2 separate regions of the Gossypium hirsutum genome follow, and region 2 is linked to region 1. Evidence: chromatin contacts called from public Hi-C data. All regions are on one chromosome and are shown on one strand. Each heading gives the region's core, a stretch centred on a gene start, on an enhancer-like site or on the middle of the called end of the contact. The rest is flanking DNA. Distances are from core to core; before and after follow the strand shown.

Evidence for each region. Hi-C and Micro-C count contacts between places; a contact is called where the count stands out from the background.
Region 2: a contact with region 1 is called in a Hi-C map of leaf, with 2.2 times the contacts expected there. The contact joins the promoter of LOC107901202 here to the enhancer-like site in region 1. A contact is called at or near these places in 8 of 34 Hi-C or Micro-C datasets (hypocotyl, leaf, petal and 1 more).

What each region holds. Positions count from the first base shown.
Region 1 is chrD06:9,568,963-9,574,013 of Gossypium_hirsutum_v2.1, reverse strand. No RefSeq gene overlaps it. Among protein-coding and RNA genes, the nearest start is that of LOC107901199, 4.0 kb to the right of the region's middle. Within about 2 kb of position 2,798, at least 3 of the 9 cell types and tissues checked have an H3K27ac peak or open chromatin away from gene starts, as enhancers often do. A contact at or near this core is called in hypocotyl and leaf, where this site is marked.
Region 2 is chrD06:9,624,904-9,629,460 of Gossypium_hirsutum_v2.1, reverse strand. LOC107901202 (sodium/pyruvate cotransporter BASS2, chloroplastic) reads right to left here and starts at 1,719. Exons shown (of 13, transcript XM_016827100.2): 1 at 1,107-1,719; 2 at 917-1,031; 3 at 129-246; 4 at 1-38. The coding sequence starts at 1,221.

The DNA of each region.
Region 1 (5,051 bases), core at 1,549-4,048:
AAATGGTCGAACCGACTCAAAATAGACTCTTTGGTAACCCACAAGCATATTAATCTGGTTTTAACGTTTGACCTAACCTCTGTTTAGTCTTCTAATTTCGACCCTAAACCAGGCTGCTTTCTTTATTTCATTTCAAGCCAAACTGGAAAATTTTTTAATACCCTGACCCTGTCATGTGGGTCATCACTCATGAGTGTTTTTAAGTTTTAAATAGGTTTGAAGGATCAATGGAAAACAACATGATTAAGATAATAATGATATTTTAGAGCCACAACCGTACACAAGAAAATAAATTGAATTTCGATACCTACAAAATCATTAGAAAGAAAGGAGCCTTAACCCCTTCGGCCATTGGCAGCTTGCATAAATTACTTTGAGGTCCCTGCCCTGTGTTCTCAAAGTCGTCCCATTAATGGAGTTTTAACCGATAGAGAGTAATTTATTCCACTAGATCTCACCTAATATTTTACAGGCCATGGCTAGCTTTATGTTACCATGATGAATATCCAGTTGACCTAAATACAGTTCACCTAAACTTTGCTTCATTCATGATGACACTTTATGTGTTTTAAGGTGGTTAAGTCGACAGGTCTTGGTCTCAGTCTCACTCCAATGATAATCAATTCAATATGAGTGTTCTTAGTGCGCTAAGAAAGATACTGCCGAACTGTCTTCACTTTAATATACTGAGTCCTCGTTGCTCATCACCCAAAAGGTGAAAATAGCTGATATAATGTATATTTAATGATTATCTTAAAGCTCAAGCCAAGCAGTTTCTTGCCTTCTAAGTCCTACATTTGCCCACATTTGCAGTAGAAAGTAGTCCTGGAAAGGGAAAATATAAGTCATAAGGGCAAATTAAAAGCTAGTCTTAGAATATGGAAGTGGCTAACCATTTAACTTGTATGGCATTCCAAGTTCCAACCATAATCATCTCCAATCGAACAACTTAGATCCCAAAACTCCATCTTGTTGTTGGTTGGATCAGCCAAGATGACTTTTAACTTTCAAGTTTCCTTTAAATAGACAACCATCACTCGTTTATTTCTCACCAACCTCAGCGGCATCATAGATTGGGTGTAATTAAATCACATTAAAAGTAAAAGATTGATTCAACAATCTTTCTTATAACAAGAAGTTAATATTACTTATAATCTCAAAATACATCTAAATTGTTAAGTTGTTTTTGATCATTATTAGCTCCATCTAATGATATATTTGTCATATGTGTTATCGCACTCTAGATCTTTTTTTATGTTATTCATTCATCAAGTTTGATTACTTTTTGGAACATAAGTAGCTCCAATTTTTTTCTTTCTACTTCGAGGCGCATTGATTATTAATACATTAAAGTATACAAGTTATTCATATATAGTTTATTCACTTGCTCAAGATTAAAGTAAGCACATAATGAATGTCTTAAGAGAATTAATCTATATATGGATTTAAGATTAATTTATCTTTGGTTTAGTTTAATGTCCTTTCAGGCCGGACTAACACATCTATATATTTACTTAGCTCACTTCAGTAGCCAACACAACTATCTCCTTGTGGGGATTTTAAACAATATAATAGTTTTCGCATAAGTTACTTGCTCCTCGTAACCCCTTGAACTATGAAAATTTTCTTCCAAAATTCAAAATAATATTTGTGATGCAACTTCTTATTAGTTTATCGTAGGTAATTAATTAATCATATTTTCTTATACATGTAACAATTGAGGACATATCGGCATTGATATTTGTATATTTCTACAAAGAATCAATTTTATCATTTTATTAATTCATCAAATATGATGAAATTATTACACTTGGACACAATCATTGTATTATTGTTATATAAAATATTTGAAAACCATATTTTATGATTATTAAAATAAATTTTAAGCAATAATATTTAGTAGTTGCATAATTTAATACACAAACAATTAAAGGATTTGATGTTTAAATTATAACGTTTCGATTGGTTTTCAACCAATACTTGTTGTTACGTAATGGTTTTGGCTTGTGTTAAATGTTTTGTAACAAAATTTGTAGTTATTAAAACGATTAAATTAATTCATTAATAAAATAACTATATTTGGTAATTTATATAATTAAAAACAAATTTTGTATTGTGAAAGACATTTTGGGATAGAACTTGATGCAAGGATAAGTTTTTTTGTAGTTGTAATAAGTTTTGGCATTGCTAAATACATATAGAAATAAGCGATGAGAAAGTAATGTTACATTTGGTGGCATATTCTCTCAAACAGTATCACAATCCAAGGCTTTTATCACTTTGTCCAGCATCCACTTAAGCAACCAATTGAGTATTCCGTAATATGATATCCTTTTGCAATTGGCAGCTGCAGTTAATGTTGCATGATAGATGAACATACTGAAATCTTATGTTTCTTTATCACACATTGCACATTACTAGATATGATCGATTTCTATGTCAAGACAAGTGTCCTATTCAAACTAGCTATGCATCCTTAGAACTGAAGTTTATAGAACCACCCAAAATGTCATCCAATTCTAATCCACCTAAGACAGCAATCACATGGCCCTGCTTTCCCCCTCATCTCTTGCATTTAAATTAGCCTAAGCTAGTAAAACTGCTTGATATGGATACTTGAGTTGGTTCACAACCAATTGCTTGCTCATTTTCTTGCATTTCAATCCAATAATTGCAGCCCAAAGCAAACGCAATCTTTATGAATATTTGTCTCTTGAAAGACACTAATAAAGCGTTTGTAGTCCAACGGTTAGGATAATTGCCTTCCAATCAATAGACCCGGTTCGACTCCCGGCAAACGCATTTCAGAGAAGCTTCTTTTTTATTCGACCCCGGCAATATAAAATGAGCCCAAATTGATAAAATGAAACAAAGTGTAGCTTTTAATTTATATGAATAAAGAATGGTTGGGTTTGCATTTGGTTGAGTAGAGTCACTTAAATGGGCTATTACACCAAAATCTACTATGGTTTTCTTTAGACTCCTAAACAAATTAATATTGGGTTCCTGCTATTACAGAGAAGCAGGCTAAACAAGAAATCAACCTCTGCTACACGAATTTCGCCATTCTACACTAAAATGTTTGTCATTTTAGTACAATTTTAAAATGTATTAAAATAATAATTTTGATCGGTGAAATCAGAATTCAAGTAAAATGGTACCATCCTTGATTTAAAATAATCAATTAAAATTTGATATTTAAAAGAATTTCCCTATTTAGAATAAAATTGTAATGTACCTAACACAGCAATGGCATGGGCCTCTTTACCCTCTTCTATTGCATTTCAATTAGCCTAAGCTAGTAAAACTGCTGGTTATGGATACTTGGGTTGGTTTACAACCGTACACTCTCAAATCTCACACCATACCAATTGCTTCCACATTTTCTTGCGTTTCAGGGGAACCTTTAAAGTCTCTTCATTTAACAAAAATCTATATTTTAATCTGTAAAACAAATAATATAAAATGTTATAATCTAGTATATATTAAAATCTTGATTGAAATGGTGTCATGAATCAATCAGAGACACCAAATTAGTTGAATAATAACAAAATACCATTGTTTACAAAGTAAATTATATTATTTTAAAAGTATTTTTTTTTACATCTTTTACGTTAAAAATAGAAGAATATACACATAATAAGATTTGAACTTAGGACGCTATAATTTTGAATATCTTTATCATTTCAACCAAAGTCTCATTTATTTTTATATTAATTTTTTATAAATATATTTGTTACATCATTCTATTTTCACCCACATCTTGAGCGTATCATATCTAGTATTAATTATGATGTGACACTTCATTAATTTTATGAATAATCCCTTTTAATTTTTTTATGGGTAAATTCAACTTTGATGTAGCTGACAAAACAGTCAGTCTGATTTCAATTCAGTCACTCACCTTTCGAAAAATAATAAATCAGTCACTAACATTATCGAAAAATGACAAATCGGTCACTCATTAACATTTTCCCTCACAGGCTTAATGGGATCGCTGACGTGGCCAGTTAACTAGCTGATGTGACCAGTAAAATTTTAAAATGGGCCAGTAAACTAAAAGATCCTTTTAGTTTAATATGAAATTTTACTGTCCATCCCAATTAACAGCAATTAGTCCTACTGACCAGTAGGATGTCACGTCACTTTTTCATTACGTCTGTAATGAAAAATAGTTAAAATAACTGATTTGTTATTTTCGAAAGTTGAGTGACTAAATTGAAATCAGAGTGACTATTTTGTTAACTGCCCATATACTAAATATATTAATTCAAGTTATATACTTATATTTAGTCTATATTAATATAAAAAAATTGACAAAGTTTAGTAATTAATTGGGTATTATTTTAATTAGTGAAATTTTATAAAGAAAAGTAAATAAAAACAACATATAATTATAAAGATTTTTAGTTTTTTTTCTTTTTACTATTTTAAATTAAAAATCATATTTAAAGTTAAAATAACTATAGATATTTTTAAACACCAATATTTTTAACAGTCAACAACTTCTAATTTTCATTAAAAAAAATTTTGGTGAGAGTAATTGAGAAGTCTTCTTTTTATATGAACTGAATTTAATTACTGGATTAATTTAATCTTTTTATTATTAAAAAGAATTAAATAATGTCATACTAGAACTTACCTAAACATTTACTATTTAAAAAATGACAAGAAAGTTATTTTTCATTTACAATTCAATTCCAAACAAAACATTTCATGTGTAAAATCATAAAAATCGTTCAATATTTACCTCTATTAAACATAAGTGTCATTTTTAAAACCATAAATGTTAGCTCTATTGAAATGCTACTTTATTTGATTCTTTTTAATAATACATGGATTAAATTAATCTATGTAATAATAGAGTGATTAATTTGATTCAATCCCTATCAAAGAGGGACTTGAAAGGTACATTGGCCCAATTTTAGCATACATGTTTCATTTATCAATATTGTTCTTTTTTATTTTTTCATTTCATCTTTCTTTAAACTTTTACAAGTTGTTGGAAGTAATGTTACATAAATGAATAAAATGTGACGAAAGGAAGAGGA
Region 2 (4,557 bases), core at 470-2,969, 57 kb before region 1:
GCTGGCTTGTATATGCCGATAATAGTTCCCAAAATAACCTGTTCAGTAAATTAAAGTTATAATGTAAAGCTAAAGATGAAAAATCAGGTAGAGTTTTGTCAGACACACTAACAGAATAAAACACGCACCCACACAGGGAAAAGAGTTGTCAAAGTTTCAATTATTCTCTCATACTTGCTCATCCCACTTGGTGTAGGAATATCTCCGGATACATTGGCAGCAGCATTGCAGATAACTTGGGGACCCCTGGATATAGAGATTCGATCATTCTTAAGTGCTAAAAAAGGAGTGCACAAATTGGAAGCTAACTTTGATAACGTCGCCTAGGGTACAAGGACCTAAGCAAAATCCTAAAAATCAAATCATGCAGCTAAGTTGGTTGTCTAAACTGATTTCATTTCATTTTTCCTATCATTTTCAGAAAATATATTTTTTTCTATTTTCTCCTTTCTGTTTCGTCCCTCAGCAGTCTCTACTCAGTTGTTTTTCCGGCCAAGCTCCGCCGTCGGAGAATTCTCCAGCCTCCGGCGGTGGAGCAACTGTCAACTGCGGCCGTATGGTTCAAAAACCTCCCTTTTCGAAAAAAAGCAAAAAAAATTGAAATCTTTTTATTTCTTTCTTGGGTTTTTCAGATTAAAAAAAAGAAGAAGATAATAGGAAGGGCTAACGAAAACAAGCTAGCCACCTTGCAAGGATCTTGAAGGCAACCTATTTTTACTAGTCTTACTTCCTTCGTTGCCAAAAGGCATAAAATGGCACTTAGCACTAAACCTCTTTTTCTATATATACATATATAAATCACTCCCATAATTTATAATTATTAAATCAGCTAGCTTTGCGTCATTGGCTTGCAGGTCCCAAGTTTTTATTAATGAATATAACACTGAAACATGCACTCTCCCGACTTGGAAACCACCTTGAAGCAGGAGTTATCGAGGCAGGAGCTGCAAGAGAAACAAGGGGACCACTTGGCTTACGTTGAATTGCAAAACCTTTTCCATTCTCAGGCAAAGAAATGCCAGCTCTAACATCTGCAGATTCATATAAAAAGATGTGATAAACAAGCAACTAAAGACAACCCAGAAAGCAATCATCAAAGACAATACCCAGATGAGCTCTCCGTAGCGTTCTGGAAGGAACCAAAGACGATGATGTTCTGCACACGGCATGATGTTTATGAAAATTGCAATCTTTGACAACAAACCTAGACAAAGTAGCCATCTTGAATTGAAACACAAAGAAAATATAAATGTTTGGCCAAAACAGGGGTTTACGCAGGGTTTAAGAGTTTGATGAACTCGATTTGATCCGTGGGGAGTGAAGGGGGGTTATTGTGAGTGAGGTGTTTAGGGCCACTCGTTGCTCATCCGGAATAGCAGGGACAAACATAATAACGGATATCGATGTAACAAAGGAAGCTGACGTGTAAACCGAGGAGCCACATGTGATGATCACCTAATTGAGTGCATCCAAATGGTGCTGGTTAAGGGCGTCAATCAACTTGTTGCTGCTGACTTCTGATTTGTCTCTTGACGTGTTTTTCGCCTGTTGTCGTTTACGTTAAATTCTAAACCTCTCCGCTTCTCGTCTGCTATAATATAACCGAAATATAGTGTGCCATACAACTTCCTCTTGAAGTCTGAAGACATGTTTTCCTGGTGAAATTCGTCACAAAAGTTAAATGAATATCAACTACATCTGACCAATGGTCGGCCATTTCGCTTAAGTTTGAAAATTCACTTGAATAAATTTAAGTAAAAATAAATTTGAACAAATATAAGACTTATTTTCTAAATATGCCAGAACTTGAATAGGATTTTTTGGTTTGAACTCAGCCCAACTCGAATTACATGCTGATATATTTCTTTTTCCTTTGTTGCCTACCTTTTGAAACTAACATCTGCAGGTTTCTATCTTATGGATCCAAGGAAAGTAAATTTGAAGAAGTTAATCCATTTTTTCGAGGAAGAGAAATTGAAATAAATAGAGTCAGCAAAATATATAGAAATGATATTCGTAACTTTGTATTGTAAAATGATTAAACAAGAAGCTCATGGAAATTAACTTTAAATGCTAATAAATTCAGCTTCAATAAAATTAAGGTATGTTTATAAGAAAACCCCAGTCTATAACGAAGGATGCAAACCGAGTTTTGATTTATTCTTTTATGTATTATATTTTTTAAATTCGTTTTTATATAAAAATAATATAAAAATTTTAATACGAGCGGGGAGATTAGGTTCGAGTTTAATATTTTTAATTTGACTTGGGCTTGATTAGAATTTTAGGGGTCTAAATTCTACACCTACTCGATCCAACCAATGATTAGGTTTGATATCAACTCAATTTAAAAGAAATATCAAACAAATAATTATTTTTAGATAATAATGTAACTAAATGCAAATAAGATACGGAAATTCTTTAAAAAAAGATAAATATTAAAATTAGTCATGAACTATTATTTAGTGTGAATTTAACATATGAAATTTGATTTTGTGTGGTTATAAACATTAAACTTTGATTTTGGTTCAAATTTATGAATAATTTTTTTTATTTTGATTTAATTGTATATATTTAAAAGAAATAAATACATCAAATTATTTTTATATTTGATAAGTATAATTATTTATGTACGCAATATAATATGTTAATATAAAATGATGTTATATCAATAATGATGTTACTTGTTTATGCAAATTGAACTAAACACACATAAAATTATACAAAATCAAAATTTATATATTTACACAATAAATCAAAATTCATATATAATTTTGAAATTTATATAAAAAAAAACCACAATCGTTCAATTTTCACAAACTTTTGCAATTGACCCACTTTTTTTTTTAATCTCTTCCAAATATATTTTTTCCTCTTAGTAAGTCCAAACTTTTTAATTTTTCAATAACTATTTTGTCTCCTCGTAAACAAGGATTTTTTTGTCCTTTTCACACTATATGAGTACTACTACATAAGTATTAATTTAATTCTCTTCTATTTATCAAAATTACAAACCTACTAAAAAAAAACTTATGATATTCAAACTTAAAAATATCAAATTTATAAAATAAAAGAATAAAATATTATATATGATATTTAGATTTTTTTATCATTTTAATTAAAAATATATTTATTATAATTTTTAATTACCAAATAATTCTTTACCTATCATACATATTTTTAATACTAAATTTCCAATCACGTGTGTTGTAAGTGAATATCCGCATTATTTAATATTTAATTAATATAAATAATCGTTAATAAAAGAAATTAAAGTATATATAACATATTTAAATCATAATTAAGGCAATTGTATAATTTAAAAAGTTATATTTGAAAATTTTTTAAAATGAATAATTTTAAATAATAAGATTTTCCTTATTAATAAATTTGATTAGTTTATTACAAATATTGATAATATTTCATAAAAATATTCAACTATAAAGTTGTTGAATTATTTATTTAAGATAAATTTTTTATTTGAATAAAAAATCTTTTAATTTATTTATTTTAATGTTGTAAGTCGGCTCAATAACTGAATTTTCTTTTTAGGTCACATTATATCCGAAGTGACTTTTAACATATTGTTTTAATTATCATTAGTTTTCAATGTCACATATATTGCATGCGAATACATGTGTTTATATTTTTATTATTTAATGAAATATTTCTATTTCATATAAATGAAGATAGATTACGAGTTTGAATAAAAGTAAAAGAAGATTATCATAATATATATTTTCAAATTTATAATAGTTTATTTTCATAAATGAAGCAACAATTGAAACTAAATAATTTAATTGTATTATAAAAAATAATATGAAATAAATTAAAGAAAATATATACTTCAAACTTCTTTAAAATAATTAAAATTAAAGTATATTTAATCAAATAAAAATCCAACTTCCTAAAAAATTAAAATTATTTTTAATTAAAATAATTCCATTTCTTCGGGAACAATCAAAAAGACTTTTTATTATTATTATAGACGTCCTACCAAAAATTCAATGCGTAATCTTAACATTCAATGTGTATTCTTGAATAATCTCATTATTCAATTATTCAACCATTTCATTTTGTTAAGCTTAGTGTTAGCCACATTAGTCAACATTTATATGTTTTGATGCAACAACAATATGTAATTTTTAACAAGTAGTTTTGTTGGTTGGTTAATTGGTCATACTTTATTGATGAAATGGGTTGGTATTAGTCAGGAAACAACAAAATAATTTTATTAAGTCTAATGTACTTATTTGATCTAATAAGTATCTTGTATCAGAGTTTAAAAATTCTATCACTGGAAACTTTAGTATTTTGTTATTTATTAGATGTGTTTACTATTTAGGCAAAATATCATCACCCATTCTAGCTAAGAAACTGAAAGGAATTTCCAAAACGAAAGAAGTGGGGGAAAGTGACAAGAAAGAAACATAGAAATAGAAACTATTTCCGAAAGGGGATGGGCTAAATAACAACAGGGGTATCTTAATGCTTCATTATCTTTTAGATACGTCTAAAATATCAATGCCAACATATTTTTTTTTTGGGGGGGGAAGG